2 separate regions of the Gasterosteus aculeatus genome follow, and region 1 is linked to region 2. Evidence: chromatin contacts called from public Hi-C data. All regions are on one chromosome and are shown on one strand. The core of a region is the stretch at or near the end of the contact, and the rest is flanking DNA. Distances in the headings are between cores, read along the strand shown.

Region 1 (6,511 bases), core at 3,136-5,635, 54 kb after region 2:
TCAGGGGTTGGGAGTTGCCTTGGAGAACGTGCTCACCCCCAAAGCCCTGCTGGAGCAGAGACTGACCGATGCTCATCAGGCTGTCCACAGCAGCTTTGGTGGGACTTAGGGTGGAGACACCGAAGGAGGTGGAGACAGAGGGACTTTGATCCACCATGCCGGTCATGATGGGGACTTGCTGGCTACCGGACAGATAGGGACTCTGCATGGAATGCTTTTTGGAGTTCTTGGCTCCATTGTGGCCTTTGCGCTCATCGTCCTCCTCCGTGCTCCCATCGTTAAGGTTGACCTCCGTGTCATTGTCATCGGAGGACTGGATGGTTTCCAGTATCTTGAGGCATTGCTCTTCCAGGTATTCAATCTCCAGGATCTCTGCTGCATACAGCAGGTCATCCAAGTCCTCCACCTTGGCCTGGAGCGTGGCAGTGTAAGCGTACTCCAAAATCTGCTGAAAAGTCTTTGGTGAGAGAAAGTCCAGGGTGTAATGCTGACTGCTGCGATGAAAGAGGATCTCAAACATTTTGCTTGTGCAGGCGAGCACAGTCCGGTGAGCGTGGAACTCCTGGTTGTCTACCATGATGACCACATCACACAGGGTCCCGGCCAGGCGCATCTGGTTGGCCTTCTGCAGCAGGGCAGTGGGGTGGTTGGGGTTTTGGAGCTGTATCATACCCATTTTAGACAAATCCATTATACCGATGCAATCCACGAGGCCGACTCATGAGGCTGGCCTTCCCCGTTCAGCAGTGTTTTTAGCCAACTTTGTGAACAAGACGAAACCTGGAGAAAAAAAACAGAATGAAAAAGAAAAAAAAAAATCAGTTGTGTTAAATTCTGAAGCAAAAGTAAAAATGTTGTGCAGGAAAAATCCCCAAGTATTTAAGCTCTTAACTCCAAGAACAGCATCACTATTCTTTTCCAAAGATTTAAAGAATTCATGTTAATTGTATATTAAATGCCATAAATGCACGATCATTGACAGTCGTCCTTCACAAACGCATATAAAAAACAAATTCGGTATTTTAACATCTTATAAAATAAGAGATGTCATGAGGTTGTCAAATGTATTTCATGTACACCGCTATTCATTTTGAGAGAGAGAAGTCAGTGGGAGTTTCAAACTGCAAACATCCTGCAGGCAGGGTAAACACAAATCAGCGGAGAGCATCGACTCTAGACTTCAGAAGAGACAATTTGTGAGCCGTCCGACGGGCTCCCCCTGCATACCAATCAGTCCAACATATGTTACGTTAAAAAGAGCTCTTCATTTGGTTATCTGACAGAGATGAAAACACAGTTAAACAAGTGTGAGCTGTGGTTTTTCCACTGCTGCCTTTCCTCACAAAGCCCATCAGTGGCCTTTCTGAAATCAAACAGCATCTTACTCAGTATTCCCGTCACAGACGGGAGCAGAGAGCGGCGGCCAGAAATGGATGGAAAGGAAAGCAAAGCAGAACCGGGCGGAAGAAAACAACACTGTAGCACCGCACGCCCTGGTCTGCTTTCACTCACTGATGTTGAATATCCAAATTAATGAGGGCATCGCTCTAGTATGCAAGCTAACAGGGCAACATGTTGCTTCACCTCATTTCCGCAGCGGACTCAGAGCAACACCAAAAAAAAGCACAAAAAGGGATCAAATGATATCCCCTAACCGCTATGTACTTGAAATGAATGACTCCTCCGTGACTCCCATGTTAACATGATCAGTGAGACATGCGCTGAAACAATTATCACTTCAATGTGGCAATGAATTAAACAGTCTTGCCACTACATGTGCATTGAATGACAGGCAGAATGTCTTCCAGCCAAGTGTCTCCATTGAACCACATCCTGGACGAGTTAGTTTGTGTCCAATGATCCACTCAATTTATTCAGCATGAGACACATTTTCAAAGCTGTGGCAATATTTTTTAATTTTCAAAAAGCCTGAAATTAGTTCAGGCTATTTTTTTTAAACGGCTTTAAAATACCCAAAATCCAGGGAATACAAAGATAAGTTAGTGAACAATACTAACTCGCAGACAAAAAGGAGAGGAAATGTCACCAGCCTTCTAGCAACACCACACAGTCTCCTTTTTTTTTTTAAAGTAAATCTAATTCCCAGATATGCAATCTCTAAAGCCTATATGCCCGCATGCAGGAGGTGAATGAAGCTGGCAGCTGTCGTTTGTGCTGAAGGCTCGTGGTAAATGCACAGCATGGCCCGCTTTGGGTTCATTTTATTTCGGGCACATTGATGCAATCTATTTAGAAGATTAAAACCACAAGTTCTCATCCAGCGGAGCTCCAGCCTCTCAAATCAACAGAGGTCACGTTTAACCCCCGACATTATCTTTATTACAGGTGTGCCAATAGCGCCGGTTTACGGCCCCGTAAAAGACCGATGCTTGTTGCGCACTTGTGGGCACAAGCCGGGGCTCCTGCGCCCTGCGGGACACGAGGCGAACTTCCTGTTTGGGGACTTTATCGCGTCTGTATTTACAAACGGGACGTGCGTCTAGACAGCGCGAACACCCCCCCCAGACGCACCAGAGCAATTACACAGCGCGTTATGCATTATGCAAAACGCCAACTACATTCAGCCGCGAGGGCTCGAGCCCAACGCGGGCCGCTGACAACAACCGCCTGGCGCCGACTTCAACGGAAAGGCTCCACAATCAATCTGGTCACGAGTCGTCTGCCACGGCGCGCACGAGCAGCGCGCAATATTCCACACTGACACGCGCAAATGTGGGGGACAGCAAAATGCTACAGCATCGTTAACCAGACGGGGGGGGGGGGAGACATTGAGCGTGCTAAAAGTGCACGCGAGACGGACAGCTGGGACAATCTCACGCCGATTGAAGGCAGCTCTCCTCAGACCGGCGCACAGGTGGACTTTGTTTGTGACCAAATGAAAACACGCTAAAGGGGAACATTGACAGCTGATGAGGGGGGGGGGGGGGGGGAGAAATGAGAGAGAGAGCGAGCGATGCCTGAAGGGTGAAGAGGGGAGGACAAAAAAGGAGAGTGACACAGAGAGCGAGATCAGACAGTCTCGATAACAAATCAATTTGCCATTGCTTCGGTTACCAGCTCCCGCCCCCCACACACACCTCGCGCCGCGCGCGCGCTCCTGCGAATCGATTATCGGTCACCAATCACACGTCTTTAGCTGCCCGTCAATCAGCTGAAGATTTGGGTTCGTTTCGAGTAAAAAAAAAAACGACCAGTGTGCCCAGTCCTCTGCGTGATGTCATCACGGCCAAATGAGCCACACTGGTGCAACTGGAGACACGAGGACGGGCAACAGTGTCGCTGTTTAAAAATACATCTAGAAAAAAAAAAAAAAAAAGATCACAATACCCCTCAAAACGAGCCAACGCGATTTCTCCAGTAAAGTCACATGGAGCGGGGCGTCATGTGTTGTCTGTCTCCCGTTGGAACTGCCCAGACCTCACGTCCTCCAGCCGCGATCCCCGGCATACTAAACCCACCGCGGTGTGTGTGAGTGTGTGTGTGAGTGGGGTGTGTGGTGGTGGTGAGGGGCGTACGTCAACCTTAACATCTCTACAATAGATACCGTGTGTTAATGCAAACTTCAACACCTTCGCGGGCGCAATCAGGGGAAACACTTGTTTTCCATGCAGCGCCCCGCCGGTGCGCAGGTTCCAACTCGCGTGCCGAAGTCGCGTTCGGCTGTTAACTTCAGCGTGAGGTCGAACGGGGAGAAGCAACAAGAAGAGGAAGGAGGAAAAAAAGAAAAAGGAAGAAAAAAAAACGATCCCCGGCGCAATAAACGCATCCAAATATCCACATGGTGAATGAAAGTACACAGAGAGAAAACAGCGGCACGCGCGTGCGGAGTCGCGGCTCCGGGCACTTGTCGCCGCGGAAACTGCAGCCCGCGTTTCGCCCGGATTCGGTACTCACCCAAGTTGCACGTTTAATGATTCCGTACAGTGCAGGAGGAGCAGGAGGAGGAGGAGGAGGGAAGGAGGGAGCGCGGCTACAGCATCGTGAAGGCGGCTCGCAGTGGCCGCTCTCTCAACGCGCACTAACTCCTTTCTCTTCCCTCGCCTGAGCAAATCAACATCAGCGCTGACGTCAACGCAGCCAGACGAGCAGCAGGCCGGTCCAGCCACACGCGCAAACACACGCACACACACACACACACGCGCGCGCGCGCGCTGAACACTGAGAGAAGTGAGACACCTAGGGGGCTGTCTCGCGTCAAACGGCTGCGTTACAGTGCGCCGAACGACAGGCAGGGCGACGCCTTCCAGGTGTGACGGGATGCGCTCGCGGCCCGCAGGTGGAGCTCAAACTCCCGCCGGGGAGGGTTCGGCGGCCATGTGGGGGAAGAGTCTCCCCCCCCTCTCTCTCTCTCTCTTTCTGTCCTCCCTCCAATCGTTCAATGAAAGTCGACTTGGTCCGTGTTTGGGGCAGCAGAGGACGGCAAAGGTGAACGCGAGGCGCGCTGAGACGTCCCGCGTGATGAGACTGACGCAAGCATGTTTTATTGATCAAAACTGTTAAATTATCGTAATGCCAAAAGAGAGAAAACACCACACCAAGTTCTTGCGTCTCAACAGGTTCGAATCGGCCGCCTCGAGATGCTACAAGTGTTCACAATGATGTATTAAAGCTGAAGGAACCAAAGTCACCCCGGAAATGTGTAATGGTTTAATAATATCATTTTATAAAAGATCTAGTATTAAGTATTCTTCTTTTACTAATCAAACTATTATATATCAATATAAACGTTACATATTCAATTAGACATTATGCAAAAGAAAGACAAAAACCTCAGAGAGCAGATTCGATGTGTACATTTAACTTTTGATATATCGTACATGCGTGTCGTTCGTCAAACAAACGCACAATGTTCATATACCAAAGGTTAAAAGGATGCATATTTTTCATTCCTTAGTGTCAATTGTGTGTGAACTAGATTACAAGCAAAAAAGCACACAAAGAAATAAAATTAATTATAATGCAATTGATTTAAAAGATTTAAAAAAAAAACTTGCAGGAGCGGTCTGCTTTTAAGATACTGACACTAATTTGAAGAAAGGCCATGAAACTAAATAAACTGCACATGGGAACCAGTGGCCCCTTTTTTCTTATGCGGTAAAAAGATGTCGTCGATGATCGATATGGTGAACGACTCTCAGGCGAATGCTTTCGCGGTGCATTAAGAGGCCTTAATTGTTTCTTAGCATAGCAATCATTTTTCTGTTGCTTTGTTTCTGCTGCGCAGTGGATGGTACACCTCATTATAGTTTGGCCTGACATACCTCCTGGAGTCTTTTATGGTAAAAGCATACTTTAGAGCTTCTCTGAAAGGAAACTTGATTGATACTTTTGTCTTAATGACGATTACTGACTGGGAGCCATCTCGTACTGATGGTTTCATTTCACAATATTTTATTCCTATTGATGTTATTTCTTTAAGTGCTCCTGGAAAACTCTTACTTTGTCTTTGTTTGCAAAGTCTGAAATATAAATTATTCTGCATTTAAGCACTTTGTTTGTCTCGGTTTGATTGTAAAATCATGGCTGAAGCAGGAGAAGGAAGAGGAGAATATCACCACAATGTGTGTGTGCATTTCTGTCTTGTTTGTACAGACATGCATGCTCGCTTTTGACTTTGTTTTTAAATCTTTTTGTGAAGCCCATCAAAGATTTTGACACACTGGCACAAACCTTTTTTGTCTTCTAGAAGATGCATCCTAATGATTTCTTTGATCCCTCGCTTTAGTATTAAGCCACCAGCGGGTTGACATATGCCTGCTCGTATAGAAATAACAGATTGGATATTTTATATGATATTTACTTATTAAAATGAAACGTACCTACCACTGACTGACTGGAAATAAAACAGCAGGTAAAGCACATCCAACAACTGAGGGTTGCAGAGCACCTTACGTGAGGAGCCTTGCCAAATGGTGCAAGGACGACCTGTTCAACCCAGCCGCAGTAAGACCCTCGAGCTGGGATGGAGTCATCGTCCAGGAGGACGAGTTCAGTCACCTCGCAGCCGGAGGCTCACATCAACACTCCACAGACTATGAGGCTGATCAAATAGAAGCAACGGACAAGTCGGGCCTGAGCAGCCCATCTGAGGGAGGCCGTCCGGTGTCTGCAACGCGTCACTCAGTGGCTTCCGTCAATCAGCAGCGGACGACGGCACACTGTGGTTTGCGGCGGTGCGCTGAGGGGGAAGGATTAGCATTATCACCAATATTAACCGATAACAAAAGGTGTCTCGTAGCCAAAGAGTGAGGCTTGGTCAACGGTGTTAAAGAGTTGCAAACAACAACCAATGAGAGTCAAATGCTTTGGCATGGCATGACACAGCGGTTCAGTCTTATTTGAAGGTCTTCGTGGCCGCAGGCAAACTTCTCTGAAAAATCTGCTCTGACACGGACATTAACGTTTGCATTGGTTTTCTGGATTCGAGGCATTCCGTATTTAAATCTCTGGACTTGTTAGTTTCCCAGAGGCAGAAGTGGCTCATGCGCCA
Region 2 (6,161 bases), core at 1,413-3,912:
AAAAACTTTCCCAGAGCTATTGGCCAAGTTACATAATGCAATAAAAGGTTGAGCCTGAGAGAATATTTACTTTTATTACCATTTGTGTCACAAACAATCCGTCCCACTCTGTTTTCCCACTTGGGATTGTGTTACAGAAACCAGATCCTTTAGGAAAGAAAAGCCAGACTGACATTTCATTGAAATAACAAACATCGTTTGGAATGCCAGAGCGGAACGAACCGCCAAAAGCATCCAGTCAAAGTCTTATTTCACTAAATAACAAGAGCAGGCAACCTAAAGATCGCGCTGTACCAGGAGAATAAAATGACGCGTGTAATCAATAACTACCCACTCACCTGACACAATAAGCATTTTGCATTGAAGCCCTATGGACCCGGGCCAATAATCTGACAGTGAAGCTGTTGGTTGGGACACTGAAGCAAAGGCCTGTGCTCACGTACAACCGCACTGCGCACACACACACGCTACACACTGTCTACACACAACAAAAGAGCCGTCAAATGGGAACGGCTGACTTCCATTCCTGCCCATGTCAGTGCATACCTGTGGCTCATTACAGGAGGGGCAGTGAAACATCCAATAGCGTGATGCATCGTTACATCGTTACCGGAACAATGTTTTAGTGTTGGAGCAAGAGGGAGGGAGAACCGGGAGGCTTTTTCTCAAGCAGGAAAAGTGGTTTTACTTTCTCCTGCATGACAATTCACAAGGAGGATTGTCACAGCACGCTGTGATTTTACGTGGCGGCTACGTGCTACGTTTTAACCCTCAAGACACCCTCCGCAACTGTACAGCTGCTATGAAAAGGACGGGATGTAGATGGACCGACTGGCGCCTTAACTCACCGAAGGAACCGATCCCCCCTCCACCACCAAGCATCCACTTCCAACCAAAAACTACACCAAACAAAGTTATGTGACAGTTTGGTTTCAATCCAATAATCCCGTTCCAACCGCAATCCTGGAAGGAATGCATTTAAAATAAAGTTTCACTGTTTTTTTTTCCCAAGAGGGTGTAGCAAAAGTATGTCGGGAATTGGGTGAAGTAAACAAACCTCATGTGATATTTCTGATAAAAGGTTAATGAAGGTGTAACTGGTCCCATTCCAACAGGTACAGCATATAAAACAGCACACAATGACTGGAGCAGGTGACCACGTTTTGGAATTTCATTTTTCTTCCACATTTATGCTCTTTTGCGGATCCATTTCCAAGGCCACACTGAGCATTCAGAGCCCTGCAGAAATTTATTGCGTCCAACCAACTCTGTCGTGGCACCTGAGAGGTGTTGGTTGTGTCATTACGGTCCTTCAAACACTGCGTGTAAAGCAGCTCTGTGTTATTCTGCAAGTCAGATAAATGTCGCACCAGCTAGTTTCTGCACTGCGTGTGTGTGTGTGTGTGTGTGTGCACGTAGCTTTTAGAGTTGAGCTCAAAACGGGGGTGCACACACACACACACACACACACACACACACACACACACACACACACACACACACACACACACACACACACACACACACACACACACACACACACACACACACACACACGCACGATGCAACACAAATCCATACTAGCCACAGGCTCCTCTCCAATCTATTTTCTGCTCAGCTGGTTTTAAATGAAGTTATTATGACTCATTAAAATGCCCACAAGCTTGTGGAAGTCGGCCAATTACGATTTAAATTTAGCCTCCCGCTCTCACAACCTTATCTCCCCCCCCCCCCTGTACTACCCACCTCATCACAGCCGCTGCTTTATTTCCCCTTTATTTCGGGAGGAGGGGGGATGTTTGCAATGCATTGAGAAACTCTGTCTCGTGGACACACACAAACTTCAAGTGGCAAAAAGTGCGATGGAGAACTTCCGTGATGCACGTGAATATCTAGTGCGATTATATATTAAAAGGAAAGCAGAGAACAACAACCCAACTCAAATGTGCTCTCCAGACACACATGGCAGCACCTCCTCTGAATGTGGTCAACACCACTAATTGCTATACAGAACACTGCACAACTGGACCTTGCCAGCACCCACACTCACACGCACGCTTTTCAGTCTTTTAATAAGCTCAGCTCTTCCTCGGTAAACTGAGGTTTCCTTTTTATTTCTCAAAAAGCCCAACCACACCGGGGAGTATTTGGAGAAACATGTCCTAGTTTGTTTCTGTCCTGCATTAAAAGGCCAGATGAGTGTCACGGTCACATTTATACGCCTTTATACGATTTTAAACACAACTAGTGTTTTGGAGACGATAAAAAAAGGAGAGATTTCTTAGCAGGGGGATACGGTTAGAATCGCGGGGATGATGACGCTTGCCGATTACCTGAAACAAAGACTTGTTGTTGTGCCCGGTTCAGCTGCATGGAGGATTCACGACCATCTATGCTCATGAGTCATTTAGTTGAAAAAAATAAACATTACAAACAAATGTCTGCAGCAAAAAGCATCTTTTCACGTCCTTTCAAGTTAATGGAGAGTGTGCGTGTGTGTTTGATTCATGTGTACACGTTTGTTCAGTATCATTCAAGTTTCCAGTAGAGCAAATTAATTGGCAGCCTTTTGCAATAATTGACTTTCCCCACAAACACACACACACACACACCTACTCAGTCACATGCATCAAGTACACACAGCGAGCACTCACAGCGCCTCGCTCTCTGCCACATACACACACATGCTGCTCGCTGACAACAAAGCTGCAGGGAGGAGGGAGGGATGATGAAGCGAATCCAAAATTCAATCGACTGTGTTCTTGTTTTGAGCAGAAGGCACAAAGTGTACTGTACAGTGAGAGGCCATAAAACTCTCACTCCGACAAAAAAAGAAAAAAACAGCCTTTGGTAGACACACAGACGTTGCAGCAATCACCCTCCATCAAAACACTTTGTCTCGCATACAAAAATAAGACTTGGCATCAGAGCGGAATACCAAATCAGGCCCATTAAGGGAGCACAGGGGCACTCGCTACTTAGCAACCGAAAGGATTCAAAGCTGCAATATCCCTGTAATAAAAGCAACAAGATCAAGTCCTCGGGTTTTTTCTCCTAGTCTGAAAATAGAGAGGGTTAAAGGGTCAGCTTAGAGTTTCTTTGTCCAACTTCTTGATTGACAGGCTTTAAGAGCAGGCGATACCGCAGTAATTTGATTACAAACTAATCTGTGGGAGTTTTTTTTTTTTTTTTGACATAAAGGTGATTACTGGTGGGATTATGTTATTAGCTCTATTTCGTGGATTTCTCACTTCAGCACCTTTTGGCTCGCCCGAACTATTCTAAATACGGTAGTGTTTCCTTAATGTCGACGAATAGTAGCAGTCAAACGTTTTGGACACTTGTTCTCATTGAATGAGTCCACACCTCCCCATAAAAAAAGGGTAGAAGTAGAAGATCCGCCATTACCTCGGCCTTCCTTTCTTACTCTGAACCAAAACCCGGCGGCATAATGTATATAAGGAGTTGGATTTTAGGGTGAAAAAGAGGCAGCAAAACAGCCTCGGCATCTTTTATTGTGTTTATTTTCGACATGCTGCTCTGCTACTACTTCCACCGGCGTAGACTATATCCCCCCCATTCAAAACTGTGGCTTGTTGCAAAAGACATGGTTTGTTATTTGTAAAAAAAAAAAGTAGGTTTGGCAAACACAGCTCCAGTGAGCCTGGATGTGAATATTTCAAAGCCCATTAGATTTGTGTTTATCTTGTGCATACACAGCCAAAGTCCTTGTTAACTGCCGCCCTGCCGGCTTGCGTAACTCAACGCAATCGCTTGTATTGGGCTTCTTAAATCTCCTTTCAGAAGAAAAACGTTCCTGCATTCTAAAGATAAATGGCTGGACAGACGGACGAGCCAGCCAGCCGGCCTCACCTTAAAAAAAAAAAAAAGAGCCTCACAATACATCAGCTCCTTTTTAATCTCATCTAAACGGCAAACCCTGACTTGTCACTCGTATTACTCAGTGAGACGTTCACTGCTGGCGACGGATCTTTCAGCGGGGCAAATACCTACGTGGCCTCCAGCAAAAGCAGTCACCGCTACATCGGGCAGAACCGCGCCGAGCAAAAATGACGTTTAACGCGAGCGGCCATCGAGACAGAGTGGGCCTCCAGACGCCGGGACGTGGGCCCGGAGGCGGCGGCGGCGGCGCGCGGCTCTCCGGCTATTTTTACGCTCTATTCCTTTAAGAACGCTGCTTTTTCCGAGAAGCCCGAGGCACAGGTACACCGCGTTCTGGCAAAGAGGGGCAGCTGTTCAGAGTAACGCGTTTCCAACGAAGTCACATTTGCTCAGGGCAGCGGCCTAACAAGCGCCCCCCCCCCCCCCCCCCCCCCCCCCCGCCCCCCCTCCCATCTCATCCCACCTTGCTCCCGTCTCTGGTAGGGAAATAAAAAACATCAGCCTGACAGCGATGGCTGATGCAACAGTATTACAAGTTGACCCCCCCCCCCACCCGCGCTGTGTCACCTCTAACTCGACTTGTCCTGTCCCCGATTTGCCCCCCCCCCCTCCGGTGTAACGTAACCCGGTTGAGATTTGTCCAGCTGCATAATCCCAGCGCTGCTTGGAGCAGTAAATCAACAGGTCAGGGGAAGTATTACAGGAGGCGCGCAGGGGGGGGGGGGCTTTAGGTTGCAGGGAGGGAGTGATGTTATGGTACTGAAGCGTGAGCTACTGCTGTTTATCCACTCCATCTGTCACTCGGTGTTAATGTACGGAAACAGCGGACACATGCCGTGTGCGTGTGAGCGTGCTCTTGCATGACAGAGATCAGCTGTGGTAAAAAACAAATATACACGTTTACCACTTGGGGGGACATACTTTTATTTATTTTCCTACCACTTGCTTTTATTATCCCGTCCCTCCCCCCCTGCCACCCCTCCCTGCATGAGTCTTCGGCCTTCCTTCTCCCTCATACATGCACACACACACACACACACACACACATTTAGGAATGTGTGGCCTGGAAGGCAGTCAAGTTTCATTAATTTCTGGGTTTGGGTACAGTACAGCGTGTTCCTGGACTCACATCTGCGAGCGATCATAAATGCTGGAATGCTGGCAGAACATCCAGACCTGCCGGCACAAATATGTCGTCATCGCTGTGAGGGAAGAGCCGGCGCGACGCCAGAACAGCCGAGCAGCCGACGGCCAAACAAACGCCACGGAGATGGAAATGCAGACAAAGAGCAATTGGAAGGCGGGCCCTCCCGCCTCGCTGCGTTCACATCCAAATTCTTTGCATTTTTCCTCATGCGAGCGCCGCGGACATTCACGTAGGCATTTTTCTCCCACACTCGGGCTGGAATCAGATTCGGATGAGATTGGAACGGAGTTTTTCTTCGCACCGGGCCAAGATGAACATCTGGTCCCGGGGACAGAAGGAAAATTAGACTTCCGGGTTAACTCTCTTCACGTTTACAACAGTGTGGGATAATGTGTGACCATGACAAAGGAGAATTAGATGTGACTCACGTGCACAATACGTACAGCGGATACAGTGTCTTTCACGTTTTTGGCATTTTCACAATCCATTTGAATATTTGAGCATTTGAGCAGCAAGTTTCAAATTTCAAATTCAGAGCTCATCCGTCCATGAGCAGCAACATGGCGACGGCTGAGCAGGCCGCTCGCAGCTAAAGGTGCTAACAGAACAAACCGCGCAAAGACATTTCAACCTCTGCCGATTACTCAACTATATATTTACAGAAAACACTTCTGTCCTTTTACTTTAATATAGAACGAAAAATAAAAAAAGAGATCAACCGAAAAGGAACATGAGGCGTGTTCAAGACAAATTCTCTACAAGGCGGGTCAGAGGCGCAGATACACTGTACCGGCTGACTAATGCGCAAACCCAACATACCAAAGTGATGAAGCCCGTGTGACACACTGTCAGAAAGTACAAGCACGTGACCGGAAAAGTCGTGTTTTCGTCAATAATTCCCTCGGTTAGCAGCTCCATCCCACAAACGGCTCGGACTGCAGAAATGTCCAAAAGTAACTGGATTGTTAAACTCCGTTAGAATGATTCATGCAAACGACTGTTTGTACCTCAACATCTGGCTCAACATCTGTGCCTCGACCGATCAAAATTGCTCGTGTTGTTACGGAGTATCATCTTGTTTTTATTCCCTTGAACAAAACTGGAGGAACTT

What was found. Hi-C and Micro-C count contacts between places; a contact is called where the count stands out from the background.
Region 1: a contact with region 2 is called in a Hi-C map of skeletal muscle, with 10 times the contacts expected there. The contact joins the promoter of zbtb16a here to the enhancer-like site in region 2. A contact is called at or near these places in 2 of 6 Hi-C or Micro-C datasets (skeletal muscle and whole body).

What each region holds. Positions count from the first base shown.
Region 1 is chr7:28,160,841-28,167,351 of fGasAcu3.hap1.1, forward strand. It overlaps zbtb16a (zinc finger and BTB domain containing 16a), which reads right to left and starts at 4,386. Exons shown (of 7, transcript XM_040181271.2): 1 at 3,916-4,386; 2 at 1-780. The coding sequence starts at 691.
Region 2 is chr7:28,108,484-28,114,644 of fGasAcu3.hap1.1, forward strand. The region is part of intron 3 of zbtb16a (zinc finger and BTB domain containing 16a); the gene reads right to left. Among protein-coding and RNA genes, the nearest start is that of zbtb16a, 54 kb to the right of the region's middle. Within about 2 kb of position 2,663, at least 7 of the 9 cell types and tissues checked have open chromatin away from gene starts, as enhancers often do.